Regions from separate parts of the Podarcis muralis genome. Here region 1 is linked to region 2. Evidence: chromatin contacts called from public Hi-C data. All regions are on one chromosome and are shown on one strand. The core of a region is the stretch at or near the end of the contact, and the rest is flanking DNA. Distances in the headings are between cores, read along the strand shown. Region 1 holds the start of EFCAB11 (EF-hand calcium binding domain 11). Region 2 holds the start of PSMC1 (proteasome 26S subunit, ATPase 1).

Region 1 (6,096 bases), core at 1,963-4,462, 140 kb after region 2:
TCTATACAATAGTTAAACTTTGTCATGAAGAGAAAAAGAAGGAATAGTTAGAACCTGTGTGCTACCTTTCCCCATAGTAACACTTACTGAAAGTTTAGAGCAGCCTCGTCCCACCTTGGATTCCCCAGATGTTGTAGCTCAACTTGTGGAGACTCAAGGTTGGGGAAGTTGGTTTAGGGAGATTTTTATTTCCTAAGTATAGGAGTCATTATACACGCTAAGCAAGAAAATGCTTACCCATGTAACTAGCACCTTTAAAATGCAGGACATGCTTAAGTAAGGTTTTTACTGCTGCACATTAATTAGGTTTCATCTGCCACACAATGTATGAATATAGGCTATCTCATTTATTTTCAAGGCATATGCAGCATTAGCAAAATTATCAATCCAACACAGCAAAAAATTATCGAACTAAATGCATAAAAAAGTGCAAAGAGGAAAATAAAAATTGAAACCTGTTCCCAAATATTAAGACAAATCATGTTCAGCAGAAAGCTATGATGGTGTGAAACCTTTATTAGGACCAGTTAAAATGTCACTAAAGTCAACAAGCTTTAAAGTTCACTACACCCATTCCTCTGAAAAACTTGCTTGATGCTTTTTGACATTTTAGTTGGTTCTAATAATGGTATTTCCTGAGATGGGGTTTGATTCCCCCCCCCCCCAAATGGGCAAACGAGCTGACCAAAAAGTTATGTGCATCTTCAGAAAACTCCTTTAAATGCCCTTGCAAATCCTATGGGTAAGGGAACTGCATTATGTTTTAAAATAGCAACATGAATGTATAAAGTTACCTGAGCAGAAGATACAAGAGTCCCAAAGAGGGGAGACAAAATATCTGCCATAAAAATTTAAAGTTTTGTAAATAAGCATTTCTACTGAAATAAACATCAGCAAATTTGTTTTAACAACATTAACCATAAGTGAAATTCAGGGTTGAGACATGTAACTGAAAACAAGCCTACCTCACAAAAGTGTAAACTATTTGTTCTTTAACAAGCTGCACACTGTGTCAACATATTCATCAAATTCTACCACTATCCCATACGTTCAGGACCTAAGTGTTTATGCGGAGTTAGGATTTTTTGTCCCACTTACAATGGGACACTTACATTTGCCATTTTACATCCCACTTACATTTGTCATTTAGACCCTACTGGGTGTAAGTGTCATTTTAATCTCTGGTCACATATTTTGAAGAGATGCTTTTCAGAGCTTTTCACCATACCTTTCTATTCTTACCATTCTGAATCATTTGGTGTTGTCAGAAAACCAGGCAACCTCAGGATCACCCCCAGCTACAGGACATTCATGAACAAAGTTAAAAGCAGAGATCCCAATACTAATACTCAGGTGATCCCGTTTCACAGATCCCTCCATTATGAGAACTGTCAATTTATTATCTCCGTCCTCTTCTGTAACCAGTTAGTGATTCCTAAGAGGACATGTCCTCTTATCACCAAACTACTAAGCTTATTCAGGAGTCTTTGGTCAGAGACTTTATTGAATAAAAATACCTGCTAGAGCTTTAAAGGTAAAGGGACCCCTGACCGTTAGGTCCAGTCACGGACGACTCTGGGGTTGCGGCGCTCATCTCGCTTTATTGGCCGAGGAAGCCAGCGTACAGCTGGTCAACATGATCTTCTGATCAGCAAGCCCTAGGCTCAGTGCTTTAGACCACAGCGCCACCCACTGTTTAATATCACCTAAAATGCTATGCTTTTCAACTGAAACCACTGCTAGTCAGCAAAGATAAGTAAATCAAGTGGTGTGCATGTGTGTGAACCCCAAGCTAGTTTTCTGACCACTGCAATCTTTCATTTGTTTCACACATTACACTGCAATGCCTCTATATACCATCTGCAGTAGCATTTATACCATCTCTTAGAAAAAGCTAACACCCAAAATGTGTATGCATTTATCCCCATTCCAGCATGCCATTACTTACCTTTTATGTGTAGGGATCCAGAATTGTACTTTGCCTTAATTCCTTTGACTTTAGTGAGGAAGAATCTGAAAGGGTTTCGTCCATTTAATAGATCCCAAGCATCTTGTACTCTGTCAGATGGCTCTGTCGTTTCGTAGCTTGGTGGAAGTTTATGGTTTGATAGGATCCCCTTAGGAGCACAATGTTCTTCCTGCCCGACTCCAGCTGCTGCACCTCCTTTCCCCCTTCGCTCTTTCGGATCGTCTTCATCATCATCATCACTACTAGAAAGGCACCAACCTAAACCTTCTTGAGAGGGCTTCTGTTTCTGAGCCGGGGCCACTTCCTGCGGAAAGCTCCCATCGCTATGTTCCAGGGGAGATGCTTTTCTTTTGTGAGCAGCTTTCCTGGCCTCTGAGCAAGGGTAACGGGGACCCTTCGCTTGCCCAGTTTGCTGCAGCAAAGAGGTGGACGGCATCTGGCTGTTCGTTTGTTCCCCTGCACTCTCATCATCGCTACTAGACACTGTCCATTTCCCATGCTCACTTCCCTGAGACATGATATTGTGCCAGGAGGATCAGGGTGGGTGGGGTGGGGAGCAGAGGTGATAACTAGGAGGAGCTCAGGGGTTACTATGCCCACCTCCTCATCACAACCCCTTTCACCTTTTCCGTTGTTTTCGCTTTTTCACACGTTCTCCTCCACAGCCCACACTCTCTTCCCTTCAGACCAGTGAGCCTCCAGGTCGGAACCTGCTTTTTCTTCCTATACCTTAAAGGGCCAGTTAGCCACGGGTGACCTTTCAAAAATACCTTTTTTAAAGGGCTGCCCCGGGTGAAGCTGGCACGTTCACCTACTGGGCGGCTAAAAAAGGGCTAAACTCAAATGCCTATTTTTTTATTTTATTTTCAGAGCGGCTGACATAAGAAACACGGCAGAGGAAGAGTTTGGGTCGCTTCTTGCAACCGAAAGCGGACGGTGTCCTGGCAGGAGCCCTGCAGAACTACCCCTTTGCGGAGGCCGCCATTCCCTCAGGAAGCAAAGAAACAGGGAAAGAAGCTCCTCAAAAGCAACCGGGGCTTTTGAGCCAAGCGCGTTCAGCGCAGCGTGGAGGAACCAGAACCGCCACGGGCGGCCCTATTATAGAACGAGCTTCCGGTTCCGGGAGAGTAACCGCCCGCCTCGAAACCATATGACAGACGCCTCACCCAATCAGACGATTCCCTCGGCCCAGGAGGGAGAGAGAGTGGGTGGGGACAATAGCGGCTTTCCCGCCTCGCGCTTCCAGCCAATGAGGGGCGGTGTTGGGGTTGCTAAGGAGAGCGGTTGGGTTGCCATGGGAAGCTTGGCGCCGGTTTGAGGCAACGTCTGCGATGTGCGCTTGGCGGGGAGAGGCAGGGAGCGGATTAAGTGGTGAGGAGAGTCGCAGGAAGCGGTGGGTTAAAGTAGGTAACGAGGTGTGGGGTGTGTGTGTTTGTGTTGGGTGTTCTTTAGTTGCATTTGTGTTCCGCTTTTCCTCCGCTCTCTTTCGTCCTCACAACAGCCCTGTGAGGTGGGCCAGGGAGTGACTGGCCCGAGACCATCCCAGGCAGCTTAGTGGTGATTTGGACCTGGGTCTCCTCAATATGTACTCCTAAACATTTCATCATAGATGCTGGAAATCCTCGGTATTCGGATGTCTGGCCTTTGCTTGAAGGTCAGTAGCGACCCCCCCAACACAACCCCCCCCCCCCAACATTTACAACGACAACAACAAAACAATTTATTTATACCCCGCCCCTCTGGCTGGGTTTCCCCAGCCACTCTGGGCAGCTCCCAACAGAATATTTAAAACACAATAAAACATCGAACATTAAAAACGTCCCTAAACAGGGCTGCATTTAAGTTCCTCTAATGTTCAATCAAAATACACCTTATTTCATTGTAAACACATTAGGTATAGGCCTGCCATCTAAGGCAGAAAAGATAAAGGCTTTGCTCTCTTCTAAAGCAACAGCCCTTCATTAGAAGATATTTGAGGTGTGCTATAATCCCACCTCAACGAACGCTGGTGGCGCTGTGGTCTAAACCACTGAGCCTAGGGCTTGCTGAGCAAGTCAAAGTGCAAGTAGGTAAATAGGTACTGCTCCGGTGGGAAGGTAAATGGCGTTTCCAAACATCAGCTCCCTTGGCCAGTAAACCGAGATGAGCGCCGCAACCCCAGAGTTGTTCGTGACTGGACTTAACTGTCAGGGGTCCTTTACCTTTTTATAATCCCACCTCAGTCTTTTTCCTTCTTCAGGGTACGCTTGTTCAACGTTTCCTCATAAGGACTTCGTTTCCTGTACTTCTGTCCCCTTCCAGTTGGTCCACATCCTCCTTAAAGTGAGGAGTCCCATACCTGGACACGTTACTCCAGATGAATCTAACAAGGAATTGTTACTTCCCATGACTTGGAAACTATCAAGAGGCTTGGGTGCTTGTAGGCTGCACTCTGGGCTAGACCAGAGGCGAAACAAGGCTTCATTCACCCAGGTCAAAGACTCAGTTTGGCACACACAGAAACCCCACACATTGGGAACCTTAGTTGTGTCCCTCTGGAGGCTTCACCTGGAGCAGAAAACCTGGCTAGTCCCTCCATAGCTAGCCAAATAATTAGACACTAGCCAAATTATCTGCAGCGTGTTGGTGAAAGGTATCTGCATTTCCAAAAGTATTAATTCCACAGTTCACATCACAGGAACACTTGCCCTGATATATCAGAATTAATTATAAATACTTAAGGTAAACATGCACATGTTTGCAGACCTAAATATCTTGAAGGAGAAGCCCTATTCTATTCAAAGGGAGTACAAGTGGTGTTCTACAATTACTGACCTTCCCTTAAATTGATTTATTCACATGTTTAATGTGTGCTTCACTTAAGGATAGAGACAGACCTGGATAACAGCTGTGTTTTGTATTTTGTACTTCCAGAGACTTGGAATCAGCCATATTCCTCCTTGGGACGCGGGTGGCGCTGTGGGTAAAAGCCTCAGTGCCTAGGGCTTGCCGATCGAAAGGTCGGCGGTTCGAATCCACGTGGCGGGGTGCGCTCCCGTCTTTCGGTCCCAGCGCCTGCCAACCTAGCAGTTCGAAAGCACCCCCGGGTGCAAGTAGATAAATAGGGACCGCTTACTAGCGGGAAGGTAAACGGCGTTTCCGTGTGCTGCTCTGGCTCACCAGATGCAGCTTGTCACACTGGCCACGTGACCCGGAAGTGTCTCCGGACAGCGCTGGCCCCCGGCCTATAGAGTGAGATGGGCGCACAACCCCAGAGTCTGTCAAGACTGGCCCGTATGGGCAGGGGTACCTTTACCTTTTACCTTTATATTCCTCCTTACCTGTTGTCTACTGTAGCACTTATCAGAGCCTCATTTGAATATCTACTCCCCCACCAATACTCCATCTTTGTACTCTTACCAGATGCAAAATTCACCACCAGCCAGTTCCACCCCACCCCATCCCCTCACACTTTGTTTACCGTCTGTAGCCTGATGAAGAATTATTGAAGTTTGCACACTGTTATTATTGTTACACTGATTGGATAGTGTTCTCGAAGCTACAAACATGAGTCTGACCAAACTGCGGGAGGTAGTGGAAGATAGGAGTGCCTGGCGTGCTCTGGTCCATGGGGTCACGAAGAGTCGGACACGACTAAACGACTAAACAACAACAACAAGCCAGGCTGTGTGAGTGAGAAAGTTGGTTAGAGTATACTGCTGATAACGCCAAGGCTGTAGGTTTGGTCCCTGTTAGGGTCAGCTGCATATTCCTGCATTGCAGAGGATTGGACAAGATGATCCTTAGGGTCCCTTCCAAATCTGTGATTCTATAATCAGTATGGTGATGGCCTTTTAATGGCAAACTCCCGTGGGGAATTTCACAAAACAAAAAAGAATAAGCAGAGCCCCTTGGAGGATTAGCAGATCATTGGATCCTGTATATTCAAAGCCACTGGTGCCCCACCAGCAGAACAACAATTTGGGGGCTTTTTGTTTGTTAGCACCAGCAGAACTGCTGGTAATACCTTACTGCTCACCTGGACCCAGCTGCTACCTACAATGAAGAGAGATCTATGGCTGCCACCATCAACATTGGGATTAAAAATAGGATTCCATTCCTATTATGAATTTTTTTTAACTGTGGAG
Region 2 (6,200 bases), core at 1,214-3,713:
AAACATTTTTACATTTTCTTACTTTGTCATCCTTCTTGCCACCTCCAGGACCATGTCCACCACTCTGACTTTGACCCTAATAATGGGAACAAACAGAAGATCAAAAGGCATACTAAAAGTCAGTCTACTTCACATTCTTGAAATATATAGGAACCTCCCCCTCCCCCCCCTTACACACATCCCACTCATGCAGAATCACATTTACGTGAGTCGTCGCATCGTAAACAAATAATTGCCCTTCCCTCGACCAGTGGCGCAGGAGGCACTTTCTCCTTGCCTCTGCCATCCTGGCACCAGTTCTGCTGGGCACACACTAGCTCACCTCAGGCAGGCAGGCAGGCTCACCTCAGGCAGGCAGGCAGGCCAGGTAGTGGCCCGAGCAATTTCCAGGGTGAATCTGTCTCTCTCCTCTCTGTGCACTCTCCCTATTAAAATGGGGGTTCTCACCACATTACATGATTTCATTTATGTACACAGGGGCCCGGAACATGAGTTGGGGGGGGGGGGACCTGTACTAAACATATTGATATTCAAATATTTACACCATGAACCAAGTCCCATTCTACCACCCAAGTAAGGTTGTAATCCTATCCGCACATTTGAGGGAGCAAGTCTCAATGAATTCAGCAGAAATGACTTTTGAGATATTTAGGATCATACTGCATGCATGTTTAGGGCTGCAGCTTAAGATGTGCAAAACAGGTGTAAACTTCCAGCATCTTAATGAAACTGGAAGTACAGACTACGATCTGCCACACTGGAAAAGAATATAACTTTTAGTTTCAACAAAAATTCTTCACAGTGAAGTGCTTTTAAACAGCAGTAGTTTAAAACCAAACTGACAAAAAAATTCTCATTTGTGTTTGGAGAGCTAATCACACTAGCATAGTGATGTGCAGTCCAATCCTACGAATGTTTATTTGGAAGCTTTATAATGTCCGGTGGGGTTGCTTCCAGGTAAGCATGTATACAACTGCACTAAGGGCCAAAAGCAGGATGTCCTCAATTCAAATCACTCCACTACATAACTAAGTAAATGGGCTTTCACTACAACTAGGGCAGCTTACGATAAAAGCAATGCGACTGCCCTGCACAACCAACCTGCCAATGAGAAGCTTTGTGGGCTTTTATAAGTTAAAAGCTACTGCTGCGTTTTTTATTTTATTTTTTAGATCTGCCAAGTGGTTAAAGAGTTTTACCCTTTGACTCAACGGTCTCTTGGAATCACAGCTTTACTGGGGTAAACAGGACACAAAAACCTCCGTAAACAAACAATTCACACACAGAGACCTGTATGTGTGAGCCGCGATTCACACACAGAGACCTATACATGTGAGGCATGAATACAGTGGATGCTCGGGTTGCGAACATGATACGTACGGGAAGCACATCTGCAACCCGCAGCGTCCGCAAACAGCAGCGCTGTGTCTGCACACATGCGGATCACGATTCTGCACTTCTGCGCATGCACCGAAACCCAGCCGTAACCCATTCCGGTACTTCCAGGTTCGGCGCGGTGCACAACCCGAAGTGTCTGTAACCTGAGGTATGGCTGTATATTTGTGTGCATAAGGCACATGAGTTACACAAACAAAAACAATTATTATTATTTCATTGTTTGTACCCTCCCACCTGACAGGATTGACCTAGCCACTCTGGGGCACAAAAGTCTGTGCAGTACAGTGGTACCTCTGGTTACGTACTTAATTCGTTCCGGAGGTCCGTTCTTAACCTGAAGCACCACTTTAGCTAATGGGGCCTCCTGCTGCCGTCACATGATTTCTGTTCTCACCCTGAAGCAAAGTTCTTAACCCGAGGTACTATTTCTGGGTTAGCGGAGTCTGTAACCTGAAGCGTATGTAACCCGAGGTACCGCTGTATTGTACAGATAGACGGGCAGGTGTTTGTGTGTGTGTTTCCCACACCAGAGGCTGACATTGGCAGATGCGACTAGTGGCCACATAAGTCTCACTTTAGGCGTCACCACAACCGACGAGCGCCAAGGCCGTCACAACCTAACTCTTGACAGCGAGCTCCCAGAAGGGGCCCGGATTCCTCCGCGACCACCTTCGCCGCCGCAATGGGCCCTCGAGGCCTTTAGCCCCGCTCTTCCTTGCTCTCTGGTCCCCCCCCCCCCCGCCCCGTCTCCATCGCACGCCATCCACCCCGCCTCGGGTAGGGGGCGGGCCATGACACCGCATTAAATCTGCGAAGCCCACGCAGAGAGACGGAAGCGGCAGGATCCTGGTCCACCTCTCCCTCCTCCTCCTCCTCGCCACCTCTCGGTTTCTCCAGGCGAGGCCCAGCTGCGGCGCCCGCAGACCGAAAAACCCCGGAATCACCGGCCTCCCCAACCCGACTCACCATTCTGCTCACTCACAGCCGGCCGCCGGAAACTGAGCGGACCCTTGAAGCGGCGGAAGCGGAAGCGGGCTCGCTACGGGCCCCCGCGAGGACCAAAAAGCATGCGCGAAGCAAGAGCGACGCCGATAGGGGGCGGAGCCAAGGATTGGCAGGAGCCTATCAAAAAGAAGACTCCGGGAAAAGGACGCCCGCTTGTTTCTATGGGAACGGGAGAAAGGGCGCCGTCGTAGATGTTTTGATTCCCTGGGGGTGGAGGGCGGGTTGTGTGTGTTGCCGTGTGCCCCCAAAGAGGGTATATTTAGAAAAGAAAAGAAAAATGCTTTAAATGAGTTGATCTTGGAAGGGACAGGAAACGTTTTGGAAGAGAGGTGTTGCAATGGAAAAGCTCTTGGCGTTGGTTTGGGAAGAGAAAGGGAATTAACATTTTGATAAATAAAGGATCGACGCGTGCTGATTTATGTGCAAAAGCTCTGTTGTTTCGGTTTTTTAAAAAAAGGATTTATGTTAAGTGCATGTTCATATTAAACGTCCTGCTGATGATCTGAAGAAAAATGTGTGCGTGCTGCTGCCAGCACAGTTGAAGGCGATATGATTGGAACATGCAATAGTTTTTTCTGATGCAAAGACAGGACTAGCCTCAGATCTGAGTCGCTTTCCACGGCCCTGGAGCGAAGTGATCTCTGGTGGGTCCCCTCCTGCATTGGTGCCCACCACAGGGTGGGTGTGGAAAACACACACACACACACACACACACACACAGAGAGAGAGAGAGAGAGAGAGAGAGAGAGAGAGAGAGAGAGAGTTTTAATTACATAAAATGCCTCATCTCGGAGCAAAACTATATTAGGGGAAACTTGATAATTAAAATGGTGAATAATTTGCAGATATTATCTGCAGATATACAAGTAGGTTTAGAATTCTGTTAGACAGAGCTTTGAGGTTAAGGATAGGAGAAGCAAAGGGAACACTATGCTTTCCTCCTCCTTTCCCTGAGCGTGACCCATACACCCACCCCCAATCCAGGGGATCGAATAAATCCCTAGAACAGCAGGTATGCGAGGTGCATGGGGAGAGGAAAGATGGAGAACAGTTGCACAAGCAGAAGTCTTTGCACTGATGAAATCTTTGCCTTAGTGCTATGTTAGTCACCAAGGGACTCTAAAATTAATTATACTCCCGGTGGAGTAAGGACTTCCTGATGTTGCCGGAGAGAAATAATTTGTCAAGCTTACTAAAATGTGTGTCCTTTAGCCTTCTGTGACACCGATGTGGATTCATACATTATAATATTTAATTCCTATTAGTTTTCTCTATTGCCTAGTTTTCTTAGTTGCTACTTAATTAAACCATTATTTTTCTTTTTAAGATTTATACTTTGTTTACCACAACTTGTCTTCCTAGGTTCTTCTTACAGTCTCCCATGGAATTTAAGGAGAAAATAATAATAGTAATTTTATTATTTGTATATATGAAGAACAAGCCTTTTTTGTCTGCTTTAAACCATGGGTAGGCAAACTAAGGCCCGGGGCTGGATCCGACCCAATCACCTTCTAAATCCGGCTCCCGTACGGTCTGGGAATCAGTGTGTTTTTACATGAGTAGAATGTGTGCTTTTATTTAAAATGCACCTCTGGGTTATTTGTGGGGCATAGGAATTGGTTCATTATTATTTTTTCAAAATATAGTCCGACCCCCCACAAGGTCTGAGGGACACCGGACCAGCCCCCTGCTGAAAAAGTTTGCTGACCCCTGATCTAAACTCTCTGTACTTGCAATACTACAAACTGCTTTCAAAAATGTAGGAGGAGAAAAAAATAAGCCAGCAGAGGGCTCTGCATAACTAAATTTCATAAAGTTGATACATTGCAAGCAGAGGCCAAATTCAGGATGGATTTTCACCAACCCAGTGCTTCCTCCCCCTAAAAAAATGTTTAGGGGTACTCTCACTTTCCTACTCATATTGAAATACTGCCCCTCAATGAGGCCAAACTTAGATTCACAAAATGTTTAGGGGTATGAGTACCCCTGCGTCCCCCCCAGAAAAAAGCACTGCACAAACCTATTGATTGGCTGCATTGCCACAGTAGTTAATAAAGATCACTCCTGCTTCGCTCTGTTGTAACCCAAGAAATATTATGCCTCTGCCACAAATGTTATGTAAGTAGGAGGATTTGTGCCTTTCATGATATGTCAGAATGGCCTCAGACTAGTTTAGTCAAGAAACTAAACTCTACCAATATTACATAAATGGGTACTCAGGACTTGCTCACACCCCTATTTTGATGGAGATAAGCATGATCTGCAGCCTGATTCTATGAATTTACTTGGAAGTATTTATATGGTGCCATCAGTGTACAACTTTCTACCTGGCGTAGCTGATTAATAAAGGATAGCAAATGTAAACTGCGAGGCTAAAGGTAAAGGTAAAGGTACCCCTGCCCGTACGGGCCAGTCTTGACAGACTCTAGGGTTGTGCGCTCATCTCACTCTATAGGCCGGGAGCCAGCGCTGTCCGCAGACACTTCCGGGTCACGTGGCCAGCGTGACAAGCTGCATCTGGTGAGCCAGCGCAGCACACGGAACGCCGTTTACCTTCCCGCTGGTAAGCGGTCCCTATTTATCTACTTGCACCTGAGGGTGCTTTCGAACTGCTAGGTTGGCAGGCGCTGGGACCGAGCGACGGGAGCACACCCCGCCGCGGGGATTCAAACCGCCGACCTTTCGATCGGCAAGTCCTAGTCACTGAGGCTTTAACCCACAGCGCCACCCGCGTCCCTAAACTGCGAGGCTACAATTCCATAAAATCATGGAATTATAAAGTTGGAATGAACTTGAAAGTCATCTAATCCAACTGCCTGCAACGTGCTGGATCTGCAATGTCAGATGCATCTGCATTATCCCTTGCAGATGGCTGTCCAATCTTTGGTTAAATGTCACTCCAAAGAGAGCCTCCCAAGGCAATTACTTCCATTGTTGGGCAGCTCTTACCATTAGGAAGACATACCACTTTAAAAGAATATTTTGTTCCCTCTAGAAATTGGTCCTTGTGTGTAACTTCATTCAGTATCTCTAAAGTGCACCTGTACTGAAGCTTTGCACTTACACCCTGACATTCCTGCTTCTTGTGAACATCCAAATCTCTTCCGAAGGAGAGTTATCAGGGCAATTATGCTAAAGCTCTGGGGACAGCTACACATGCCCACACACAACCATTTGCATTTAGAGCACATGCTAGAGAAGTTGTATTTTGCCTTTTCAGAGTGACCATGTTACTCAGCATGCTTACTTGAAAGTACACATTCCTCTGAGATCAACAGGACTTACTTCCAAGTACATGTGCTTAGACAAGGCAAGGCATGATTTGCACCATGCTCCTCTTTACTGAAGAACAGAGATTTCCTGTATAATCTGCCAATTTTTGCTGGTAAAAAGTATATATGCCAACTTCATGGTTGGTGTGGAAGCCCTGCATCATCATCATCATCATCATTTTGCAGTATCTGTTCCTGCTAAATCTGAAAATGGCTTGAAAATATTTGCTTACTGGCTAGGTGGCCATAAGGAAATATAGCCAGGCAGTAACTATTTTTATATCTGAAGAAACAGTTGAAATACTGTGTGAAGGATAAGGAAAAACAGTTTTGATTCCTTATGACTACAGGAAGACAAAGCTAATAGGATATTGTGTGACTAAGCAGATCTCTTGCTGAGAGTCATGTTTAGTCTTGCCCTGCAGGGACACCACAAGGGCATTGAACACTACAAGGGACTGTTGATGAAGACGGGCATGCTCTTTGGTTCATGATTAAAAAAAATGTTGCTTCCTGTCTAATAGC

The links. Hi-C and Micro-C count contacts between places; a contact is called where the count stands out from the background.
Region 1: a Hi-C map of blood shows a contact between it and region 2, with 2.6 times the contacts expected there. The contact joins the promoter of EFCAB11 here to the promoter of PSMC1 in region 2. A contact is called at or near these places in 2 of 3 Hi-C or Micro-C datasets (blood and tail).

The regions. Positions count from the first base shown.
Region 1 is chr1:23,797,357-23,803,452 of rPodMur119.hap1.1, forward strand. EFCAB11 (EF-hand calcium binding domain 11) reads left to right here and starts at 3,213. Exons shown (of 5, transcript XM_028717855.2): 1 at 3,213-3,372. The coding sequence starts at 3,301. TDP1 (tyrosyl-DNA phosphodiesterase 1) reads right to left here and starts at 3,073. Exons shown (of 15, transcript XM_028717814.2): 1 at 1,949-3,073; 2 at 795-838; 3 at 1-17. The coding sequence starts at 2,486.
Region 2 is chr1:23,662,371-23,668,570 of rPodMur119.hap1.1, forward strand. PSMC1 (proteasome 26S subunit, ATPase 1) reads right to left here and starts at 2,464. Exons shown (of 11, transcript XM_028717789.2): 1 at 2,365-2,464; 2 at 23-76. The coding sequence starts at 2,367.